Regions from separate parts of the Sus scrofa genome. Here region 2 is linked to region 1. The links are chromatin contacts, called in public HiChIP or PLAC-seq maps. All regions are on one chromosome and are shown on one strand. Each heading gives the region's core, a stretch centred on a gene start, on an enhancer-like site or on the middle of the called end of the contact. The rest is flanking DNA. Distances are from core to core; before and after follow the strand shown. Region 1 holds the start of UTP15 (UTP15, small subunit processome component). Region 2 holds the start of HEXB (hexosaminidase subunit beta).

What was found. HiChIP or PLAC-seq counts read pairs in DNA pulled down with a chosen protein or histone mark.
Region 2: an H3K27ac HiChIP or PLAC-seq map of alveolar macrophages shows a contact between it and region 1. The contact joins the promoter of HEXB here to the promoter of UTP15 in region 1. A contact is called at or near these places in 1 of 47 Hi-C or Micro-C datasets (epiblast stem cells) and 2 of 2 datasets of contacts at active chromatin or transcription factors (alveolar macrophages and skeletal muscle).

The regions. Positions count from the first base shown.
Region 1 is chr2:82,713,824-82,717,607 of Sscrofa11.1, forward strand. UTP15 (UTP15, small subunit processome component) reads left to right here and starts at 1,588. Exons shown (of 13, transcript NM_001243205.1): 1 at 1,588-1,748. ANKRA2 (ankyrin repeat family A protein 2) reads right to left here and starts at 1,517. Exons shown (of 9, transcript XM_003123692.6): 1 at 981-1,517.
Region 2 is chr2:83,743,377-83,747,160 of Sscrofa11.1, forward strand. It overlaps HEXB (hexosaminidase subunit beta), which reads left to right and starts at 1,887. Exons shown (of 14, transcript NM_213921.2): 1 at 1,887-2,223. The coding sequence starts at 1,976.

The sequences.
Region 1 (3,784 bases), core at 338-2,837:
AGGAAGGAAACCTGAACAGAAAATGAATTGTAATTCAAACGGAAGTGGAGGTGTAACGCTGAGGTCTTTAAAAGGATATTAAAAGATATGAACTGTGATTTCTGGGAGGCACCATCTCCCAGCGACTCTTATCCAGAGCTGGGTAAAGGGCATCTCCTTAAGTTCTCTCAGCACCCTGTACATATTTTAGCATTTATCATTCTCTTGGAAATTTTCATTTCCAGTCCCAATAAATTGAAAACTCCTCTAGGATAGGGGCCCAAGCTTACTAATCTCTGCACACAAAACAGTGCTTGGTTCTATTCGGTGCTCCATAAATATTTCGTGATCTGTAACTTAACAAAGTTTCACATTCTTTTCTATCCTGAAATGGGCCTGCAAGATGCTCAACAAATACCAGTTGATTAGATCTGGCTTTCCATGCCCAACGTCACTACCAACTAGAAATGCAACCCTGGAAAAATAAATCATATACGTTTTCTGAGACCCATTTTATTCAGATAAGATGAAGATGATTGGAATGGACATCTTTAACGTTCTTTCCAGTTCTAAACATCTTCCATGTTACACATGATAGTTTATAGATGAAATTACCGGTCTTTGAGGGAGAAAGAGCAAATGTACTTGGGGAGGAGGGAATGGAAATAGAACGCTTACCTTAACAGCACTACTCTAGAGAAGAGGAGCAAAGTTGACTCCTTAAATCATAATTTTTAAGTACAAGAGAAGGGAGGGTGGAGATGATAGAGAAGAGGAGGCGGTGAGAAAAAGAGGTAAGACCACAGATAGCTACGATCACCTCAATCCGTCGGAGCCCAGGGCTAAGGGGAGAAAGACTAACGAAATGAAAGGGCCAACTGGGTTAGTCCACAGTGGGCGCTAACAACAGGAGTCCCCCCACCGCCCCGCCTCGGTTCTTCCTCATCCTGGAACTGTCCCACAAGGAAAGGAAGGAGCTATGAAAATGAATGATGCCTCACAGGCGACAGGTGCCCCGGCGTCCCGGGACAGGAACCCGCTGGAAGGGAGACTTTTGTAGGGAGGGATGTCCGCTCTGTCGCCACCCGCCAGCTCTGCCCGAAACGTCCCAGCGCTGTTCCGGTACGGTGGGCAGAAACTCGAGCTCAACCGCTGCGGGCTGGTCCCAGGGACAGGCGCAGGAGGCCGATCAGGTGGGAGCACAGGGCCTGGCGAACACCTTCGACAGCCGACAGCGAGTGCGAATGGGGCCTTTTCATCTGCGGCCACAGATTCAGGGCAGGCCCCCCAAGCCTCGGCTTGTTTTGGCTGCGACGTCACTTCCTATTGCTTCTTCGGCTTTCCGGCCAAAAAACGTTCCGCATCGCTGCAGCCCAGAGAACTTCCCGTTTTTTTTTCCCGCCGCTGCACTAGGCAGTCCTTAACTACCCCAGTGCTAGAGAGACAACATCGCTTCAGCCACAGCTCTAGGTCACTAGCACCAGGCCTCAGCCTCGCCCTCCGGCCCCGCCTCCTCCTCCTCGCCGCCCCTCCCATCTCACCCGCCCCTGCGTCACCCGGGCTGCGTGCATTTCGTGAGCCTGCGCCGTTACGTCATCTTCGTGAGACACGCCGGGCTGTTCTGTTCGCGGTGTGTTTCGGCAGCACCCCGAAGGGTCCGCGTGATCTTCCGCAAGTGCTCCGGTATAGTCCAGGGAGGGGGCTGGCGGAGTCCGGGAAATTCTCCTGGAGGCCAGGGTGTCTCAGCGGACCGTCGGGGCCCTTCGGAGGTAGGTGAAGCCGGTTTTCAATGAGGGTAGCTCACACTCAACATCAGGCCTTCCTTGGTATCATAGCATGCTGCTCTGGAGCTTGCTAGTCTGCGCGGAATGGCTGAGCTTAATCAGCCTCTCAGGATCCCCGCAGTTTAGCTTCGACCTGGATTTTCCTCCTCTGCAATAACCACTCTCCTACTGTTCATTTTTATTAGTCCCTGGAGTAATCCACACCCTTTAAGGCAGTGGGCAGAATTACGTCTCTGTCTTGACTGATGAGCTTCCCAGCTACTGGTGCCCGCCCTCTTCCCCGTGGCCTTTGCTCCCGCCTTAAGTGCTTAATGAGTTTTAATATTATATTTAAAGGCTCAGCTGAAACACATATTTTGAATCTCTTTGGGAATCCAGTTAGAGTTAAAAAATCTCTTCTGAGCGCTCAGTTCCCTATACGTTACTTAGAGCATATATTTGATGTTCTTCACTGTGTTGTTGTAGTACCTGTTTTTCATTTAGTCTGTTTCTCAGGTTCTAACCTATCCCTGATCACTTTCTTCCTGTTCATTTTCACATCATTTCTTGACTCCATGCGTTTGCGCTGTCTCGCTCCCCCTGCCCTGTCTCTAATGCTGTTCCTCACTTTAATCTGACAACCACTGCTACTGCTCCCCACTTTTTCTTTCTAAAGCTTTAAACTATTTCTTTCAAAGCAGAGTTATGTACTCTTTTGCCTATACAGTTGACTCGAACATTGCGGGTGAGGGGGAGATTTAGGGGCCCTGATCTTCCCCGGAGGGATAACGGTGAGTGAGCCCGCATATGCGGGTTCCTCCTTATCTAGGTTCCTCCATATCCTGTTGTTTGCTCGTGGATTCAACCAATCGAGAATCCTGTAGTATTGTAGTAGTTACTATTGTAAATACTACAAATCTGCCTGTAAGCCGACATGCATAACTCAGACTGTGTTCAAGTGTCAGCAAAGGCCCACTAGTTGGATGTGGCACAGTGTTTTTGGATAGTCAGTAAGCCAAGACTGATTTTTTTTTATAGAGGAATATCTGCAGTCTCTTCGATGATAGGAAACACTAACTTTGAGCCAAAGTAAATGAAATGTTATCCCCCTCCTCCAAAGAATCCCATTCCTTTCATTCGTAAACCAAATAATGTACTCATAATTATTTGCAGGAGTGGGGGTTCATTAGTTAAAAAGGGCAGGGGATTCTTTTTTGCTATGTAAATAACTACATGATATTCTCCATTTTACCTGTTGGCCTGCAAAGGCTAAATTTTTTTTTGGCCTTTTGCAGAAGAAGTTTGTGGAATTGTACTCTATAGCAATGTTCATGTAATGGATACCACTTGTCATTTTAATTTTGTTTCCCATATAATCCAGCACAGTGCTCCCTTTCCTTCTACAAATATTCTTTGAGCACTTGTTTTTAATCTTCAGTACATGAAATGTTTAGTGTAATGGAGAAAAGAGTTCATTACAATGCAATGTGATTATGTGCATTGACAGAAATGCCCGGTCAAGTAGGATTATAGAAGACAAGCCCCTGACCCTGCTTAGGAGGGGGATGGAAGATGTGATGCTTGAGTTGACCTTTAAATGATAAATGGGAGGTAGGTAGAAAGAGGTCATTCCTGCCAGAGAGGACAAATGAATAAAGACGCTGAGACAAGAAAGAGCATGATGTGTTAAGGGAATAACAAGAAGTGAGGTCGAAAAGATAAGCAAGGGCAAAATCACAGCAAGCCTTACATGTCATGGGGATGTAAGGGCTTTTCTGGGCAGTGTTGCGCTTTGTAGCAAAGCCAGATTTGCATGGTAGTTAGATAACTCTGATGGCTATTTGGAAGGTATATGAGGAAGTCAGGGAGACCTTATATTGCACTATTTCAGCAGATGAGAAAATCTGAATTAGGGCAGTGGAACCAGGTGGAATGGACATGATGAAGTTTCAAAAGATTTGGGAGATAAAATCAGCAGCTCTTGTTAGCTATTTGGATATTATAGGTGAGAACGAAAGACAAGTCCGGGATAATTCCACATT
Region 2 (3,784 bases), core at 637-3,136, 1.0 Mb after region 1:
AAGGAGAGAGATTGGGCAACTCTGAATACAAGAAAGACAGCTGGGGAATTTATAGCCAGCGAGCAGACAGGAGGGTGGTCAGTGAATGAAGCCTTATGAAGGAGACATCAAACTAGGGTAGGTTCTTGCCAAACCAGCTTAATAGGGTGCTTGCTGAAGGAGGCCAGGGTGATTGGATACCAAGGGTGGTGGGCTTCTTATCAGGATTCTTGCTAGAACTGGGTTGTGTTAGTGCAGAAGAGGGCTTAGGGGAGCCTGACTAAAGTTTGGTAAAGGGGAACCTCTTTGTCAGTGTAGACACTAGGCTGCACTCGTTCTCTTTCCCTTCCCTACTTCGCTAACACCTTAGATCAGGCTGTGAAGGAGGAAAATGCTCGGTGGATTCAGGTCACTGAAGGCCAGGGTGCTGGAACAGGGTAATCAAAGGGAACAGGGAAGTGATGTAGTCAGAGAGCTGGGCAGATGCCAGATTCTGCCATACCATGTAGATCAGGTTAAGGAACTTGTATTTTTTCCTGGGGACAGTGGGAAAGAAGCCTTTGACATGTATTGAGTAAGGAAGTGGCAAGGCCTAGTTTATGCTTTACGAGGAAGACTTTGGCAGCTGAGTTTTCACGCTGTTTGAGGTAGGGGTGAGGTCGGTAGAATATGCAATAGGTGGGAAGATCTTTCCAGGCCAATACCTAAAGGTCTCCTCATTCTTTTATAATTTCTGGGGGAAACTCAGGGTCAGGAGGGGTTTTATTAACATTGGCAACAAAGAAATGAAAGATCTAGGAGTTCCTGTTGTGGCGCAGCGGAAATGAATCCAACTAGGAACCCATGAGGTTGCAGGTTCGATCTCTGGCCTCACTCAGTGGCTTAGGGATCGGGCATTGCTGTGAGCTGTGGTGTAGGTCGCAGACATGGCTTGAATCTGTCTTTGCTGTGGCTGTGGTGTAGGCCAGCTGCTATAGCTCCAGTTGGACCCCTAGCCTGGGAACTTCCATATGCTGCAAGTGTGGCCTAAAAAGACAAAAAAAAAAAAAAAAAAAAAAAAGATCTAGGAAGTTACATAACAAGAAATAAGAAAGCCCATGTAGACCTCAGGGACAAGCATAAAACAACTTTATAAATTACGATATTATTTCTAAATTGAAAGATTCACTATTGCACATTCTCTCACAGAGTATCTTCTGCCTAACGTGTGTGTACGTGTGTGTGTGTGTGTGTCCGTCCCCCGTCCTTTTCTAGGGCTGCACATGTGGCATATGGAGGTTCCCAGGCCAGGGGTCTAATCAGAGCTGTAGCCACTGGCCTACACCACAACCACAGCAAGGCAGGATCCCAGCCGCTTCTGCAACCTACACCACAGCTCATGGCAACGCTGGATCCTTAACCCACTGAGTGAGGCCAGGGATCGAACCCAAAACCTCATGGTTCCTAGTCGGATTCGTTAACCACTGAGCCACGATAACTCCTCTTCTGCCTAATTTTTAACTTCCCATCTGTTCAAAACTCTGCCGTAAGGCGTTGTGATGGGAAGCTTTAATAATTAGAGGTGAACTGTGTTATAGAAAAGTCCAGACTGTGGGGCAAATAACCACGCAGGTTATCTGGTGGTAGGGTGGGAGGAAGTTGGATGTTCTGTGGCGGGCACTCTCCAGTTTCACGAGGCCAGTGTCCCAAAGAAGAGCCCGACTGCTGCAAGCCGGAGGGCGGTCAGCATCCAGCTCTGCGCCTGGAGGAAGGAAGCCGGCTGGGGGTGAGTGGAGAGGGGAGCCAGAGACTGGCGCCGGCCCCTGAGGCGGTCCCACTGGCTTGGAGGCGTAGCCAGGGCGGAGCGGTGCCCCAGGGGCGGCCTCACTGGCCTGGGGGCGGTAGCGGGGCGGGGCGCACAGTCAGCTGATTCCGTGACTTGCGCCCTCCAAGCTCCCTCCTTCCCGTCTGGGGGTGGGAAGTAGGTACCGAGCCAGCCCCGGCAGACAGCGGTAGGATGGCTATGGAGCGCCACGGATGGAGGTGGCTACCCGGCCTCCTGGCGCTGCTGGCGGCTCTGGTGGTGCCGAAAGGGTGGGCCAGGGACACCTCTGGCGCGGAGAGCCTGGGTCTGTGGCCCTTGCCCTTTGCCGTGGATATATCCCCGCGCTCGCTTCACCTCTCTCCCAACAACTTTTTCTTCGGCCACAGCCCCACTTCCAAAGCCGGCTCCTCCTGCGAAATCCTTCAGGAAGCGTTTCGGCGGTGAGCCCTCCTGACGGGCAGACGGGCGTGGAGGGAACCCCGGGGGGACCCCAGGACGGGGGTGCGGTGGGACTACCCCGGGACTCAGTGCAGGCGCGGGGCGAGTGGAGGAACGTTGGAGCTCCTCTTTATCACTCGCACAGTCTCGGAGCCGGCCAGTGATCTGACCAAAGTTACAGGTCTAGAAGAGAGCAGAGCCGGCTCGAACCTACACGGACTGAAACCCAGGCTCTATACCCTTCCCCTCCTGCCTCCTAAGGGACTTCCTTCCTGGTGCTCTGGAGTCCTGGTTTGCACTGGGGATACTGAATGGAAAGAGTAGGTTGGTCAGAGTCTGTAGCCCCGACCCCGTGGGAGGGGAGACTGGGGTGGATGGAGAGGAAGGAGGGAGATGGCATTTTATTTGAAGGGAGTTCTAGGAGGAAGTTGAGTGCTTAAAGCTTGGGGTTCCCCAAAGTTGCTTGCAAGTTGCTATACCGTCTCCACCTCCGCGCGCCCCGCCCCGCCAGTCAGCTAACAATTCAGATGGCAGAAAATCCTCAGGTTGGGGCGCTGCTGGAAACTTGGCTTCCCTTCCAAATTCTCTATTCAGGCAAAATGTTGGATATTTTCACCTAACTACTTTGATATGGTCCCTGCAGTATCTCCTTCTCTTTTTCGTTTTCCAGAACCATTGGTGTTCTTTTCTCCCAGCTTCCTGTTTAGTTCTTGAGCATCTCAAGATTTCCAAAGCCCTCATATCTGCAGCCTCTTTGGCCATGGGGTGAACAGTGTAGTGAGGAGGCAGCCCAGAGCGCTAGCTTGTTTTTAATTGAAATATAGTTGATTTACAGTGTTGTGCCATAGCGCTAATTTTGTTGACTACACCATGCACAAGGCAGATTGCACTTCAGAAGCTATTTCACCATGCCACCTGCTGTGCCCTCACTCTGAGACCTGCCTGGGCAGGACTGTCCTGAAGGTTTGTGGTACCCTGAGGCTTATAAATTGATGCTGACCCTTTCTTCCCTCGGATTTTGGCCTCTGGTCCTTGTAGTCATTGTAGCTTAATTGTGCCTGCAGAATACAGGCAGCTGATGGGAAAATGCAAAACGAGTTTAATAGCACCTGCTGGTCCCAGGTGGGCCTGGAGCTTAGGCGGGGAGACTCAAGATGGTGATGGCAGAGGTGGTTTTTCTCCTTCAGTTGTGTACATTGTTAGTCTCATTTCAGATGCATACTGTAAGAAGCCTTTGATGTTGAATCTGCTAACGTGTCAGGACTAGAATTTGGGTGAAGAAGTCAAATCTAGGCATTTGGTTGCCTTGGGCTATTGAGGAGGAAAAAGTCCCTGAAGGTCATCTAGTGGAAGATCATGCCTGACTAGGAGATCTTTTCAAAATAAACACGCTGTACCTGCTTCGGGGCTCACTCTGCAAAATTGGGTTTTCCTCCTGTGCCATACTGCTAGTAAAACAGGGACTCGGTCATCAGCTGAAGGGATAGGAGTGTGGCAAGAAAGCATGGAGGATGTACAGGAACAGTGGTTAACTTGAATCAGCTGTGAGGTGGTGTCCAAACA